Regions from separate parts of the Sus scrofa genome. Here region 2 is linked to region 1. The links are chromatin contacts, called in public HiChIP or PLAC-seq maps. All regions are on one chromosome and are shown on one strand. Each heading gives the region's core, a stretch centred on a gene start, on an enhancer-like site or on the middle of the called end of the contact. The rest is flanking DNA. Distances are from core to core; before and after follow the strand shown. Region 1 has its middle 140 kb from the start of MBD2. Region 2 overlaps POLI (DNA polymerase iota).

Region 1 (5,235 bases), core at 1,113-3,612:
GTGGGGTTCTTGCTGTTTCAAAGCAAAAGGGTGCCCCCAAGTGGTGGTTGCTGGTCAAGCAGCACAGTTCTAGAAGCATTAATTTCAAATATTAGTGGACATACAGAAGCTGTGTTGATTTTTAGGATCTCGGATGTTTTCTCACTCATTTAAAATTTTTGACTTTAAGAGGACAACATCTTCTTGGTTGTCTCTGTGTTCACAGAATCCTTTTTTTTCTGTTCTCTGCCTACTTGACTCCAATCTGCTTAGCATCGCCTATGGTAACTGAAACATAGCATCTGGCTATCACGGTCTAAATGATGTGGGAGTACTTTCCATGGGTGTATTGAGAGTAACCCAGGGAGACTCAGAGAAAGACAGAGGACAACCTTGAGCTTACATCATCTTGTATCTTTGCATGAAAAGCTATTCCTTGAGCTTATAGCAATAAATGGCAAGTCAAGTTGGAGTGCTTTCTTAACTCTCTACTATTCCTGAAATCTCCTTCAGTAATAGACATAGTACCATGCTTATGTCATTTTTTAAAAAATTTGCCTATCATATTGCTATATGTTTGGAAAATGTTTGACATTCACTGAACCTTACGGATTTCTTGATGGAGTTGAACTTTGATAGTTAAGAGAATTCTTCCCAGAGAGTGGTGGGGATAAGCATATGTGGGTCCAGCTCTCAGCAGCTCTAGTAAGTACAACACAGACACAGACCTTTTCTCTCCCAGTTACTCTAACAAAAATTTCTGGGCCCAGGGTTCAGGGCTTGGACAGCTGCTCATTTAATAACAAAGGTACTGAGTCTGCTATCACTTGCTTAAATGGTAGGAAGTAAGCCAATATCCACTTGTAAGTATAATTTTGATTGGAATTTTATTTCTATTTGTTTATTTTTGGCCATGGCTGCAGCATGGATGTGGAAATTCCAGGGCCTGATATTAAACCTGAGCCACAGCAGTAACAACACTGGATCTTTAACCCAATACTCCATCTGAAACTCCTAGGTTGGAATTTTAAAGAAAAACTTAGATCACTTTATAAACTGGTTTGCTTCACACTACACAGCATGCAGCCTGCCTATACCTGAGTAAAAGCAATGGCCCATTCACCCCTACATCATGACACAGCACCCATAATGCTCTGACACCCGCCTTGATGTGAGGCCGGTCTATGAAGTCACTCATAACTCATCAAGTCCACGTTAATCTCATTAAGCCCATCACCATTCTTTTTGGTTCAGATGTTGACCTGCTAAAAAGTCTTCCAAACTACCAAACTTCCAAACTATCTTGTCAGCTCTCAGACTTTCCATTTGGGAAAGCAGATGCAATTCAGGCTCATCCTCCTAGTGAGATTTTTTCATCCGTTCCAAGGCCCAGGGAGACCCCTGCTTCCAGAAGAACCTCCTCTGCAATTGAGGTGCTGTTGTTTCTTAGCTCAAACAATAACAACGTATTAAAAAATCAGCTGGATCTAATTTTTTTGGCAGCCTAGTGAATGGAAAGGGTAATTTATAGGAAAGAAACTAGGGGTGATTTCCTTTCTAAAATAATTTCATTTGGAGTATCCTTTTTTATCACAACCATGAACATACAAATTTGATTCATTGTTAAATTGGCTAGACTTTGCAAAAAAGCTGTACACTCTCACCAGGGGAAGGGTTCCATTAGAATTCAGAACAAAGTTTCTGCTGTTGCTATATAATAGAGACAGAATAGTCATAAGTGAAATCATAAGTGATTTGTTAATAATTAGTAGGGTACCTATGGCCCATTATTGCTTCCTGTGAAATGCTGAAAACACCCTTAAAAGAAAAACTCCATGCAGGAAGCATTATTAGCTACTTAAATAGAACATTGTAAAATATCACTGTCAGAAGCCTGACTACATATATTGGGGGGAAGAGAAAGAGAAACTAAGAAACTTAATTTTATCTTGAAGAAAAACCAATGTCAATCATGTTTTAACACCTGGACTAATACCTCCCTTTACAAGGGAGCGTGGTCCCTGATAATTCAAATACTAATTTTGGTGGTTTTGTTTACTATGGCAGAACCTGAAATGGAAGAGAAAACTCAGCTCTTTTATACATTGTTTACAGAATTAGACTATCCCTTCCTTACTTGAAAAATCTAGTCATGTAGAGCCTAGCTCTTGGAGAATGCTAGAACTGGAAATGTTCCATTTTTTTTTTTTAGAGGAGAACATTGGGATCCAGATAAGAGAACCCAGTTAATTGAAAAGTCTGATTTAACAAGGGACCAGAGATAAGATTGTTTTATTTTTCTCCAGTCATTGTCTTCAGTCATGCTTAGCTGACTCATTCCTTCCCATCCCTCTGTGACATCCTAGGTTTAGCACATAGCTTTCCAGTCACTTTCAGTTATTAACAACTCCAGTCCAGTCTAGGCTAATGTAAAACAACCTTAATACAGTTTAACTCTGTGTCTTCTCCTCTCCTCATAGCACAGGTAGGGCTTGGTCCCGAAGGGCTTGAAAAGGGGAGAGAGGGCCCAGTTGAATGTTACCACTTGCCCTCTTTCCTCTACCATGTCTCTACATGTTCAGGGGCTGGAATGGCAGGAGGGAACAGGAAAACTTTAACTTAACTGGGCAGCAGTACCACATCTGGCTCCCCAGGCTGGTGATCACCTCTACAGACTCTTATAGTAGGGTCTCTTTGCTGATGACCAACCCTCTTGGGTGAATTACGACAAGAGTGCTCAAGCTGGTTACCATCAGAGGTGTCCACCTTGCCCCTGGGACACTTGCCGTCTTTGTCCCACTAAACCTTGGGAATGCTGATCACCTTATAGTAGACTTGTCCTGATCCTACCCTCTGAAATGCAGGGCATACCAACTACAGTCTTGCCTAAGCAGATGTCCAACCAGAGAAACAATGCCAGAATCCCTTTCATGAAAGTTCTTCTAGCCCCTTCATGGCTCTAGGGCTCTTTTTTAAAACTGAAGTAGGAGTTCCCGTCATGGCTCAGTGGTTAACGAACCCGACTAGGAACCATGAAGTTTCGGGTTTCGGGTTGGATCCCTGGCCTTGATCAGTGGGTTAAGGATCTGGCATTACCATGAGCTGTGGTGTCGATTGCAGACGCGGCTCGGATCCCACATTACCATGGCTCTGGCATAGGCTGGCAGCTATAGCTCCAATTAGACTCCCAGCCTGAGACCTCCATATGCATGGGTGTGGCCCTAGAAAAGACAAAATAAATAAGTAAATAAAATAAAATTGAACTGTAGGTGATTTACAATGTGTTAATTTCTGCTGCATCGTAAAGTGATTCATTTACATATCTATATATCTATATATAAGATATACACATATTCTTTAAAAAAAATTTTTTTCTTTTATGGTTTTTCCTAGGATATTAAGTTCCCAGTGCTATATAGTAGGACCTTGTTGTTTATCCCCTCCATGCATAAGAGCTTACATTTGCTAACCCCAACCTCGCACTCCATCCCTCTCCCAACCCCCTTCCCCTTGGCAACCACAAGACTGTTCTTCTTGTGAGTGAGTCTGTTTCTGTTTCATAGATAAGTTCATTTGTGTCATATTTTATATTCCACACATAAGTAATGTCACATGTTATTTTTCTTTCTGATTTACTTCACTGAGTATGATAATCCCTAGTTGCATCCATGTTAGGGGGCTGAGTAGTAGTCCAGTGTTTATATGTACCACATCTTCTTTATCCATTCATCTGTGGATGGACATTTAGGTTGTTTCCATGTCTTGTTCATAGAGTTGCTGTGAACATGGGGGTGCATGAAACTTTTTTTTTTTTTTTGCTTTTTAGGGCTGCACCTGCAGCATTTGAAAGTTCTCAGGCTACGGGTCTAATCCGAGCTATAGCTGCCAGCCTATGCCACTGCCATGGCAACTTGGGATCTGAGCAGTGTCTATTAACTACACTGCAGCAATGCAGGAGCCCTGACCCACTGAGCGAGGCCAGGGATTGAACCTGCATCCTCATGGATATTAGTCTGATACATTTCTTCTGCACCATAATGGGAACTCCTTTTTGAATTTTAATTTTGTTTGGATATATCTGGCTCTAGCACTCTTTATAAGACAGTGTAATTCATGACTCTTGATTTTTTTCTTCCCACCTCCCTAGCCTGTTGTTAGGTAGACTTGAGGAGAGCAACAGAAACCTATACAATCACAGTTACTAGCAATCAGGAACAGAAGGATGGAAAGGAAATCAAAGTGTACTGTCGTCAAAGGTGAGTTACAATTTCTTAGCTGTGTGGGGATTGTCTTGATCAAAGCTTGTATTGAATCTTGTTGCTGCAACTGTTTCAGAGGCCAGATTTTCCTGTACTTCTCAGTGATTTATTACTGTTGGTAACAAATGCACTGCGTAATGAACAAAATGTAATGGACTGTGTTAGCAAATGGCATGCCTTGTGACTGTCCCACTTAAAGTTTTCTAAATTCAATGCACTGGTGTTCTGGTTACTTGAAAAGCTCTAATCTTGCTTAAAAAGATACATTGTAATATCGTCTTGAATTTGTACAGGTAAAGCTATATCAGCACCTTTCCTCAGGCTCTTTTTTTAATCATTTGCCAAGAATATAGAACTCAAAGTAGTCCCCAGCTTCCAGGCACACACACACACACACACACACACACACACAAAAAGAGAGAGAGAGAAAGAATTGGTATTTATGTTAGGCTTACCATTGTTTCCTTGATTTCTCATTAAAAGTTTTGTAAATAGGATGATGCATTTACAACCAATAGTAATGTTCAGTGATTTGTTCTATTGATCAAATGTTATTAAAGAATAGCTGGGAAATATCTTTTTTTTTTTTTTTTTTTGTCTTTTTGCCATTTCTTGGGCCTCTCCCACAGCATATGGAGTTTCCCAGGCTAGGGGTCAAATTGGAGCTGTAGCTGCCAGCCTACGCCAGAGCCACAGCAATGCTGGATCCAAGCCTCGTCTGCGACCTACACCACAGCTCACGGCAACGCCGGATCGTTAACCCACTGAGCAAGGGCAGGGATCGAACCCGCAACCTCATGGTTCCTAGTCAGATTCGTTAACCACTGTGCCACGACAGGAACTCCGGAAATATCTTTTTAAAAATATAGAGCTCATGGTTGGAATTTATACAAAATTTCATTGTTTTTTGGAGTTCTTGTTGTGGCACAGTGGGTTAAGAACCTGGTGTAGTCTCTGTGAGCATGTGGGTTCAATCCCTGGCCTCACTCAGTGGTTT
Region 2 (5,235 bases), core at 926-3,425, 180 kb before region 1:
AATCACAGCTGTAGCCACCGGCGTACGCCAGAGCCACAGCAACTCGGGATCCGAGCCAAGTCTGTGACCCACACCACAGCTCATGGCAACGCCGGATCATTAACCCACTGAGCAAGGGCAGGGACCAAACCCGCAACCTCATGGTTCCTAGTCAGATTTGTTAACCACTGCACCAGGACGGGAACTCCTAAAATATCTTAAATGGTTCCTGTAAACATGTTACTAATTTAAATATCTTCCAGTTAAACTCGTTCTATTCAGTTAATATGCAATTCAATGAGTATGAATTGGTTCCTATAACTAAAACATACTAGAAAAAGGTTAGACTCCAAGCAATCTTAAAACCAGTGCCTAGAGAATGATTCAAAAGTGTATAATGGAGAAAGGACAGCTTGTTCAATAAGTGGTGCTGGGAAAACTGGACAGCCACATGGAAAAGAATGAAATTAGAACACTCCCTAACACCATACACAAAAATAAACTCCAAATGGATTAAAGACCTAGATATAAGACCAGACACTATCAAACTCCTAGAGGAAAACATAGGCCAAACACTCTCTGACATAAATGACAGCAACATCTTCTCAGATCCACCTATCAGAGTATTGACAACAAAAAGAAAAATAAACAAATGGGATCTAATCAAACTTCAAAGTTTCTGCACAGCAAAGGAAACCCTAAACAACACAAAAAGACAACCCACAGGATGGGAGAAAATCTTTGCAAGTGAATCAACTGACAAGGGATTAATCTCCAAAATTTATAAACACCTTCTGCAGCTCCATACCAAAAAAACAAACAACCCCATCAAAAAATGGGCAGAAGATCTAAACAGACGATTCTCCAAAGAAGACATACGGATGGCCGAGAAACACATGAAAAGATGTTCAATGTCACTCATTATTAGAGAGATGCAAATCAAAACCACTATGAGGTACCACCTTACACCAGCCAGAATGGCCATCATCCAAAAGTCTACAAACAATAAGAGCTGGAGAGGGTGTGGAGAAAAGGGAACCCTGTTAAAAACTGTTGGTGGGATTGTAAATTGGTGCAACCACTGTGGAAAGCAGTATGGAGATTCCTCAGAAAACTAAACACAGAACTACCATTTGATCCAGCAATCCCACTCCTGGGCATCTATCCAGAGAAAACCACGACTCGCAAAGGCACATGTACTCCAATGTTCATTGCAGCACTATTTACAATAGCCAAGACATGGAAACAACCTAAACATCCATCACAGAGGAGTGGATCAAGAAGATGTAGTACATATACACAATGGAATATTACTCAGCCATTAAAAAGAACGAAATACCAGCATTTTTTTACAACATGGATGGACCTAGAAACTATCATGCTAAGTGAAGTCAGCGATACAATGAGACACCAACATCAAATGCTTTCACTGACATGTGGAATCTGAAAAAAGGACAGACTGAGCTTCTTTGCAGAACAGATGCTGACTCACAGACATTGAAAAACTTATGGTCTCCGGAGGAGACAGTTTGGGGGGGTGGGGGGATGTGCCTGGGCTGTGGGATGGAAATCCTGTGAAATCAGATTGTTATAATCATTATACAACTACAGATGTGATAAATTCATTTGAGTAATAAAAAAAATGAAAAAAAAAGTCAAGGAAATATTATAACATTATTTCATGCTGTGGTACTCCTTTTAATAAAAAAAACGAAAAAAAAAGTCAAGGAAATATTATAACATTATTTCATGCTGTGGTACTCCTTTTTGAAAATAAAAATTGTCCAAACATACATGGATTTCAAATTAAAAAAAAAGCGTATAGTTTAATCTCCTATAAACCTATAGTATTAATCATCATATGCTCTAGAACATATACGCAAGTTTTTTTTTTTTTTTGCCAGTCACTTAGATGGTATTACATACCTAAGTCACTGAAGTAAGGGGCCACTATAGATGAGGGAATAGCACGCAGAGATCAGGAGAAATGGTTAATAGTATTTCACAGGTTTAGTGCATCTAGCCACATTTCTAATTGACTCTTCAAATCAGAGAACCTATAAAACCTATACTTCTTGTGGTTTCTCTATGTGCAGAAATGTTTCCAATGACCAGGCATTTCATAGTAGTCTTACATTAGCAGAAGCAAAGCAGATGACCCAGTTTCACCAGCACACTCACAGGCTCAGCCTGAGTCATATCACTGAAGCTAGGTAACAGAGCCGGCCAGTTGCGTGCAGCAAACAATGAGCTGCACAGCCCTGCTTAAGACATGAGAACTGAAGTGCATGTCACAGCAAAGTTGTAGGAAATTTCACTTTATCAGTTTTCTGTGAGTTAGAATCATCCAAAAACCATTTTCTCTAGTCACAGTAGCCATCCTAGCATCATTACAAAAGCATGCCTACCCAAAACTGTTAGACCCCTGACATCCTACTTTGAGAAATCAAAGAAATGGGAGGAAGAGAGATCATACCCTTCTAAGGAGTATTGAGAAATAGGTATCTGACATCAAAAGAGCATCAGAAAACTATCTTGTTCAGTTTATGTAATGCTATTTGTATACTCATAATCCCAACTTACACTCTTCCTATATTCATAGACCAGTAACACTATGCATACCCACAATCGCTCTCATTGCTCACACACAGTCCCATTTAGCTATTACTTCATCTGACTCCATTTTCTTTCACAGTCTAAGGCACGGGAGATAAAAGTTTGTCTGCTTTCTCCACCAATTTCCTATCCTCAATCACCACAAATTTAGGGGTGTAGATTCTAGAGATACCCATAAAACTCCCATAGGTAATGATAAGCAACTTAAGATCCACAGTAAAACCACAATGTTATTAAGATTAAGACTAATGGGGAGTTCCATCATGGCTCAGCAGAAACTAAACTGACTAGTATCCATGAGGATGCAGGTTCAATGATTGGCCTTGCTCAGTAGGTTAAGGATCCGGTGTTGCCATGAGCTGTGGTGCAGATGGCAGATGTGGCTCGGATCTGGCATTGCTGTGACTGTTGTATAGGCCAGCGGCTACAGCTCCAATTCAACTGCTAGCCTGAGAACCTCCATATGCTGCAAGTGCAGGCCTAAAAAGGCAAAAAAAAAAAAAAAAAAAAAAAAAAAAAAAAAAAAAAAAGGCTAATGGAAATAGATGAATTAAATTTAATTAAGAGCATCTGTTACTATCTTTTTAAGACTTTAAATGTAGAAAAACTTAATGACAAATTATCTTTCTTTACTTTGTTAGTCTCCAGTTAATCTGTAAATTCCAAGATAGAATATTGAGTACTTTATCCCATGTATTATATACAGAATCTATAAGATAATATGACAAAATGGAAAAAGCACCTGTTTAAAAGATTAGCAAGCAGTTCTTCAATCTTATTTTTAGCTTCCACCTCTGATGAACATTTTTTAAATGAATCTTCCTCACTAAAGGACTACCAAAGAAGCACAAATAAGGATTATTATAAACACAAATATCAGTGTATATATCAAAAAAAAAAATATTCAACACATTCTTTACTAACTTACCTTTTGTGCTTAGTTTGAGTCATTTAGTTCACTTTTATATTAACCTTTTTATCTACAAGTTATTGTACTCCACTAGAAAGTGCACTGGCAGTCAAGAAAATTACAAAGCTCTAGTACCAGCTCTAAGCTTTATGTGATTACAGTGAGGCTCTTAATCTCCTAGGACTTGAGTCCGAGTTTACCTTGGGCACGTTATTTAACCTTTCTAAAATACAGTATCTTCATCTTAAAAAAATAATGAGAGGAAGAGGGAATATGGAGAGGAAAAGGGTAAGAATAAACAATAGTACTACCTGTATGGAAGGTTCGCTGTGAAGATTAAATATGATTTTAAATATATACATATACATATCACTTAGGAAAAACTTAATCACTGTTATCTAGGTAATTATACCTTTCTCCATTTCCTAAATCATTAGATTACTCCAGAGTCTTAAATCTAGATTACTCAAGATTTTTAAAAATTACAATATTTCCCCTCCTATAAGTAGTATTCAAAGAGATAAATACTAATTCTCAGATTCAATTTAGGAACAGTGGAGCTCCCGTCGTGGCACAGTGGAAATGAGCTTGACTAGGAACCATGAGGTTGCAGGTTCGATCCCTGGCCTTGCTCTGTGGGTTGAGGATCCGGCGTTGCCATGAGCTGTGGTGTGAGTTGTAGACGCGGTTCGGATCTGGCATTGCTGTGGCTCTGGCGTAGGCCAGCAGCAACAGCTCTGATTAGACCCCTAGCCTGGGAACCTCCATATGCCGTGGGTGTGGCCCTTAAAAAAAAAAAAAAAGGCAAAACAAAACAAAACAATTTAAGAACATTAATCTAATCATTGCAGAGGGATCATGTACTAACCTAATAAGCAAATAGAAATAGTAAGAACACAGTAGTTAAGGGAATTCTCGTTGTGGCACAGTGGTTAGCGAAGCCGACTAGGAACCATGAAGTTTTGGGTTTCGGGTTCGATCCCTGGCCTTGCTCAGTGGGTTAAGGATCTGGCGTTGCTGTGAGCTGTGGTGTAGGTCGCAGACTAGGCTCAGATCCTGCATTGCTGTGGCTCTGGCAAAGGCTGGCGGCTACAGCTCCAATTCAACCCCTAACCTGGGAACCTCCATATGCCACGGGAGTGGGCTTAGAAAAGGCAAAAAAAAAAAAAAAAAAGACAAAACAAACAAACAAAAAATAGAAATCTTTACCTCAAATAATGGGACAACCAGTACAAAATTAAAATAAATATCAGCCTCATGTACCTGAGGTGGTCCTGAGGGTGTCACAGGAGAGTTATCCTCTCCAAAACTGAGCTTCTGGATACGCTGAGCAACTGAAATTCCTAATTCTTTTTCTAGTATTTTGGATGAAAAGGTTTGAAGATCACGCACACTACTGATACCCAGTACTTCCAGACGTTTGGCAGTTTTATAGCCAATACCTAAGCAAAAAAAGATGCATCTGGTGTTACAATAGCTTTTCTTCTTAAAATTAGCTAATTAAAATGTTATAAATATATCAACCATATCTTTTGATATCATAATTGTTATTTTGCTAAGATCATAATTTATTAAAAAATTGGGTTGTTGTTCTGCTTAAGACCTCTGAGTTACAAACCACCTCAAAAACCTAACAACTCCAGTATAACATAATGAATAAAGAGTCTGAGGAACAAAAACCAAGCAGGAGGCATCACTCTCCCAGACTTCAGCCAATATTACAAAGCCAC

What was found. HiChIP or PLAC-seq counts read pairs in DNA pulled down with a chosen protein or histone mark.
Region 2: a contact with region 1 is called in an H3K27ac HiChIP or PLAC-seq map of alveolar macrophages. The contact joins two enhancer-like sites. A contact is called at or near these places in 1 of 5 promoter capture datasets (liver), 19 of 47 Hi-C or Micro-C datasets (adipocytes, adipose tissue, alveolar macrophages and 10 more) and 1 of 2 datasets of contacts at active chromatin or transcription factors (alveolar macrophages).

Annotation. Positions count from the first base shown.
Region 1 is chr1:103,628,533-103,633,767 of Sscrofa11.1, reverse strand. No RefSeq gene overlaps it. Among named protein-coding and RNA genes, the nearest start is that of MBD2, 140 kb to the left of the region's middle. Within about 2 kb of position 2,362, at least 4 of the 83 cell types and tissues checked have an H3K27ac peak or open chromatin away from gene starts, as enhancers often do. A contact at or near this core is called in alveolar macrophages, where this site is marked.
Region 2 is chr1:103,808,286-103,813,520 of Sscrofa11.1, reverse strand. It overlaps POLI (DNA polymerase iota), which reads right to left. Exons shown (of 10, transcript XM_021093321.1): 5 at 4,769-4,947; 6 at 3,338-3,429. Among named protein-coding and RNA genes, the nearest start is that of POLI, 17 kb to the right of the region's middle. Within about 2 kb of position 2,175, at least 5 of the 83 cell types and tissues checked have an H3K27ac peak or open chromatin away from gene starts, as enhancers often do. A contact at or near this core is called in alveolar macrophages, where this site is marked.